2 separate regions of the Gossypium raimondii genome follow, and region 2 is linked to region 1. A link is a contact called in public Hi-C data. All regions are on one chromosome and are shown on one strand. Each heading gives the region's core, a stretch centred on a gene start, on an enhancer-like site or on the middle of the called end of the contact. The rest is flanking DNA. Distances are from core to core; before and after follow the strand shown. Region 1 holds the start of LOC105784656 (trans-resveratrol di-O-methyltransferase). Region 2 holds the start of LOC105784674 (calmodulin-like protein 3).

Region 1 (3,007 bases), core at 448-2,947:
CCAGTACCTTAGGACACGTTCCTCGAATTTCAAAACGCAAAACATTGCCTTATTTTTGAAAAGTTTTTAAAAGGATATTTAGCTATTTGGTCGAACGAGAAATCGAAACCCAGTACCTTAGGGCACGTTCCTCGAATTTCCAAACGCAAAATATTGCCTTATTTTGAAATATTTTCCTTTTTTGAAATATGAAGTTTATATGCATGATGGAATAATAAACATGGTGAAGTGAATAAAAAATATGAATAAAGCGAATAATAGATCAATCATACATTCCATAGCAAATAAATAAATAAATAAACTAAAAACATAAAATGAACATATAAACAAATACATAAATGAACATAAAAAGAAGATTATATGACGATTATAACATATGAAAAAAAATGTATGTACATATGTATATTTAAAAATTATTAAGTAAAATACATATATAAGTATGTATACATATATTTATAAGAAAAAAAGGAATATAGATATACGTATAAATATGCATATATATATATATATAAAATTTATATATATTAGATAAAATATATGTAATGTCTAAACACTTATATAATAATGATAATATAACATAGCACATATATTTAAAATTACATAGTAATTATTAATGAAAATAATAATAATAATAATAATAATAATAATAATAATAATAGGACTAAATCAAAACTGAGGCGAAATCTCAGGGCTGAAATCAAAAATAAAATAGGGTAAGGGATCAAAATGTGAGGCGCGCGAAAAATAGAAGGGCCAATTAGGAAATATTCCACACCGACCAAACGACGCCGTTCAAGCGAAGTCCAAGCTCATAGTCTATGGAGCAAATTTAAACAAAAGAGAAACTTATGGCCGAAATTGCAAATATGCGAAAAACTGTCCTGAAAGTGCCACAAAATCAAAGGGACTAATTGCGAAAATAGACCCTTAAACGAAAACGCGCGGATCCTTGGAAGCGGGTCGGGCGAATCGGGTCAACCAAAACGATGTCGTTTTGGTGCCTGAGAGGCCTGCCCAAAACGGCGTCGTTTTGGGGGCCTATTTAAGCCCAAAAATTTTTTTAAAAAATTTATTTCTGCCACTTTTCTAAAAAAATTCAAAACCCTTCCCCTTTTTGTCTCTCAAACCTCCTTCTTCTCCCCAGAATCCGGCCACCGTGCGGTCGCCACGGTCGTCGGCCATTAGCCGTCAGCCAGACACGTGCACGACGAACCGAAAAGTTTCCTCCTTTTCTCTTCCACGCACTCCTTGGCCTCCCGAGCACTCCAAGACCACCAACGAAGGTAAAAATCTTTCCTTTTATTCTTTTTTGTATTTTCGTATATTTTAAAATAAAACAAAAATAAATAGAGTAAAAAGAAGTAAAATTAAAAGAAACCTTTAGATCCAAATCTGTAACCACCTTTTTTTCTATTTCTATTTCTTTTTCTTCAAAATCTCCCAGAAAAAAACCAAATCCCTCTTTTACATTGGTTGTTATGGCTTTATAGCCACGTTTACAATATTTTGATCTATTATTTTTTTCTTTACTTGTCATTTCTTTCTCTGATTTTGCAGGCAAGTGGGTGGAGTTGGTGATGGCAGAGACGTGACGTGCGGCGCGGCGATGGCAGGGGGCAAGTGGGCTAGGTGCGGCGGCTAGGGTTAGGGGTTAGGTTTTTTTTTTCTGAAAATGTTTTAAGTGTTTGGGTTAGGGTTTGTTTGTAATTGGGCTGAGGTGTTTGGGATTATTGGGCTAGTAGTTGGGCTTTGGGTCTGTTTTGGGTCTTGGGTTTGGGCTGGTGGGTTGTTTTGTAATGGGTTTGGGAAGGGTTAAAATTGGGCTTGTACACCAATTACTTGATAAAAAGAAATGGATTTGATAAAAGGAGATGAGATTAATTAATCTTGATGAGTTGCTTGAAGCTCAGGCTCATGTTTGGAACCATACGTTCAGATTCATAAGCTCAATGTCACTGAAATGCGCTGTCGAACTACAAATACCAGATATCATCCACAACCACGGCCAAGCCATGAATCTTTCAGACCTAGCTTTGGCTCTTGGTATCCATCATTCAAAACTCCACTGCCTCCACCGCCTCATGCGCATCCTCTTTCATTCTGGCTTCTTTGCTGAATCCAAAACCAACTCAACTGACCAACAGAGAGCTTATGTCCTCACCACTGTTTCTCATCTTCTCCGAAAGGATTATCCCTTGAGTTCAACTCCCTTTATACTCGGAATGCTTGACCCCGTTTTACTGAAACCATGGCAATATTTAAGTTATTGGTTCCAAAACCTTGACCATCCTACAGCATTCAGCGCAGCTCACGGCGAGAGTATGTGGGATTATGCCGGGCATGAGCCGAGGGTGAATCATTTCTTTAATGATGCGATGGCCAGTGATGGGCTTCTGGCGGCGAGCGTGGTGCTTAGTAAGTGCAAAGGAGTTTTTGAGGGGTTGAAGTCAGTGGTTGATGTTGGGGGTGGGACGGGAATCATAACAAAGGTATTTGCTAAGGCTTTTCCTCAAACGGAATTCACTGTCTTTGATCTTCCCCATGTTGTTCATGGCTTGCAAGGATGTGAAAATTTGAATTATCTTGGTGGAAACATGTTTGAAGGAGTTCCCCATGGAGATATGATCATGCTAAAGGTTTGTTTATTATCTCTAATTAATTTGTTGTCTTGAAAATTAAAATTTAACCTTATTCTATTCATCATCTACTTGATTGCAGTGGATATTACATACTTGGAGTGACCAAGACTGTATAAAGATACTAGAGAGATGTAAAGAGGAAATTGGGAAGAAAGAAAATGGAGGGAAAATCGTGATTATGCAAATGATAATTGAGAACCAAGAATTGGATGAACATCAGTCTACCGAAACTAAGCTGTCTTTTGACATGGGCATGATGGTTTGCCTTGGTGGTCAAGAAAGAAGCGAACAGCAATGGAGTAAACTGTTTGCTCATGCTGGGTTTGCTCACTATGAAATATATCACATTTTAGGTCTAACGTGTCTCA
Region 2 (2,945 bases), core at 27-2,526, 180 kb after region 1:
TTTAAAGAACTAAGAACAGCTAAATCAATCAACAAGAATCAAATAGTAAAGAAACTAAAAAAACTAAAACAAAAAAAAAACTCATGTTGTTTATCCCACATTGCTTATTTCTTTTGTGGATCCTTCACAAAACTCACTCGAAGTTGAAACACCTATCATTTCAACAATTACCCAACAATCAAAAACTATCAAATTAACAACAAGAAAAATAATTAAAAGAAGAAGAAGATAAAGAAGGGAACTTATAACCCATATAAATATCAACTGCTCGAACCCATAATTGAAATGAATGATGCCAAGGTCTTAAATGAAGAGAAACCTTGTCTTGAATCGTTTTGAAATCAAAACCAAAAGCTAATGTGTTCTTCAATTGAGTTTGGACTTTTTTCCTTACTGAAGATTTTGCCCTGAATTGAGAAATTTTTACAATCTCGATTCCTACGAAGAAAAGATTGAAAAAATTGGTGAGGGGCAATAGTGTTTAGGGCTTTATAAATGGAGAAAGTAATGAACGTAGAGGCTGTAGTTGAAACTGCAGAAAGGATGACGATGAAAAATGAGGGTAAAAATGAAAAAAAAGTGATCTCTCAGCATTCCTACCGTGCTTTGAATGGCAATTTAGAGGGGGGGCAAAGAATGTTATTCATCCTCTATTCAGTGATGAGCGGGAATAGAAAACTAAATAGCAATTGAACCAAACAAGGGTTTGTGGTGGGCCCATAGAATTGAGTTGTAATGGCTATGCCATTACATTGAACCAAACAGGTTGTGAGTAGTTACGCTCTTTCATGCATATGGGTATCAGATTCCTGAAAATAAGGCATTAATGGAAAGTTTTTAAAAATTACTTGGAAATTGCATTTATTTTACTGGACTTTTTCTCACGGTTAAAGGTTAATGCTGGTTCTGGGTTATGTGTGCCGAACAGCCTTCTAGTTATGGTGAAGGTGGTTCAACTTTATTTGATATCCTAGATAGAAGTACCCATGGCCTAAGGTGTTTTATTTGGTATTACATTTCGTGAAACCAATAGAGCTTCATCTAAATCTGGCATGCCGAGGGGCATAGCTAAGGGCTGGCTCCTTTGGTTAAATGGAGTAATAACAATTTTAGTCCCTTCTAATTACGAAGTATTTAATTTAATCTTATTTAAATAATTTTTTATCCTTTGGCTCCCAATTTTATTTCCACCTCACAATACCCCTGTTCGGGCCTGAAAATGAAAATCTAATATCCCAAGTTTTTTTGTTGATGTCAGGAAAGATGTGCTAAGAACAGTAAAAGGGCTCCATTTGAGAAAAAAATATTAAAAATAAATTAAATTGCAAGTGGGAACGATCCAAATGTCAGCATATTGACCCTATCTTTCGTTAACTTCAAATATGCCGAATTTAGTCCCAACCCACGTTAAGAAGTATCAATTTTAGGCATAAATCAATGACTTTTTAATTAACAACTCCTAAAATAGAAGTTGTGCATATTGTTAAAACCGTTGATTTCATCCAACTTTTTTTAGTCTGCATGTTTAAAAACCTTCTTCTTTCTCCACTTTTTACTCAATAAACGTAAAAATCCCTCTTTTTCTTCAATTTTCCAAAAACCAGAATTTCTTTGTTAATTGTCTCTCCCAACTCCCATTCCTCTTTTGGTTTTTCTCAATCATCTTTTTCTTCTAATTTGTTTCTTAACATTCTTCTTTCTTTTTAGTACTTTCAACCAAATTTATATTGTTAAGAGTTTTATATTCTTTTTTTTTTGTGTGTGTGTGTGATGGAAGGAATGGATCCAACGGAGCTTCGTCGAATGTTTCAAATGTTCGACAAGAATGGAGATGGAAAGATCACCAACAAAGAGCTTAGTGAATCGTTAGAAAATTTGGGTATCTTTATCCCAGAAAAAGAACTTACTCAAATGATCGAAAAAATCGACGTCAATGGTGACGGTTATGTGGACATTGACGAATTCGGAGCACTGTATCAAACTATAATGCATGAGAGAGACGAAGAAGAGGACATGAAGGAAGCCTTTAACGTTTTTGATCAAAACGGAGACGGATTCATCACGGTGGAGGAGTTGAGGTCGGTTTTGTCATCCTTGGGGCTGAAGCAAGGGAGAACCATAGAGGATTGCAAGAGGATGATAAAGAAAGTGGATGCAGATGGTGATGGTATGGTTAACTTCAAAGAGTTCAAGCAGATGATGAAAGGTGGTGGCTTTGCTGCTTTGAGTTCAAGTTAATAGAGATTTGAAAGAAAAAGAAAAACACCAAAGATGTTCGAAAAGATGAGGAAGCCTAGCTTGGATTCTCATGCATCATCTTATTGTAAAAAATTTGCGATGTTCTCTCCCTATCATTATTAGTTTGATTTTATGATTTCTAAATTATTATTTAATTTATTGAATGCTCCATTTGAGTGATTGGTAAGAGTTGTTTGTTTTTTTTCTTCTCATCTTAGTATCCATGTTTCCCTTATCAACCATCCAAATGAAGCATAAAAGATTAAAGAGATATCACATGTTTCCCTTTACTTAAGATATTTTGGGAAATTGTCAGATAGTGAATCAAATATGAAGGGGAAGGGCCAAATTAACTTCTGTTTGCATTAGTAAAATCACCATTGGATGAATTTAAACAAAGGGTGGAATAAGGGATTGTACAATGTTTTAGACATTTTTTACTTAGCAAGAAGATAGACTAAACATATCTGCAATCTGAATCTTCCAGCCGTTCCTCTTCCAGTTCACTTATGTTCTTGACCATATCTTGAACCTTTTTTGACAATTGATCTGTATGTTCCTCAACAAATTTCAATATCGTGCGTAACTGTTCCTGGTAAGCTGCGCATCGCCGCTTACATTTTTGTTTCTCGTTGTTCAGCTCTTGTGTCAGTTCTCGTATTCTCTGATCCTTCTCATCCTAGGGAAAAAAATCATTGTAGGTGAAA

Evidence for each region. A called contact is a pair of places that touch in the nucleus more often than the background predicts.
Region 2: a Hi-C map of leaf shows a contact between it and region 1, with 2.3 times the contacts expected there. The contact joins the promoter of LOC105784674 here to the promoter of LOC105784656 in region 1. A contact is called at or near these places in 2 of 2 Hi-C or Micro-C datasets (both in leaf).

What each region holds. Positions count from the first base shown.
Region 1 is chr7:21,698,386-21,701,392 of ASM2569854v1, forward strand. It overlaps LOC105784656 (trans-resveratrol di-O-methyltransferase), which reads left to right and starts at 1,698. Exons shown (of 2, transcript XM_012610554.2): 1 at 1,698-2,636; 2 at 2,719-3,007. The coding sequence starts at 1,872.
Region 2 is chr7:21,882,242-21,885,186 of ASM2569854v1, forward strand. LOC105784674 (calmodulin-like protein 3) reads left to right here and starts at 1,277. Exons shown (of 1, transcript XM_012610580.2): 1 at 1,277-2,397. The coding sequence starts at 1,771. The coding sequence ends at 2,238. It overlaps LOC105784675 (a long non-coding RNA gene), which reads right to left and starts at 780. Exons shown (of 3, transcript XR_008197875.1): 1 at 1-780. LOC105784672 (protein FAR1-RELATED SEQUENCE 5) reads right to left here. Exons shown (of 3, transcript XM_012610577.2): 3 at 2,570-2,917. The coding sequence ends at 2,696.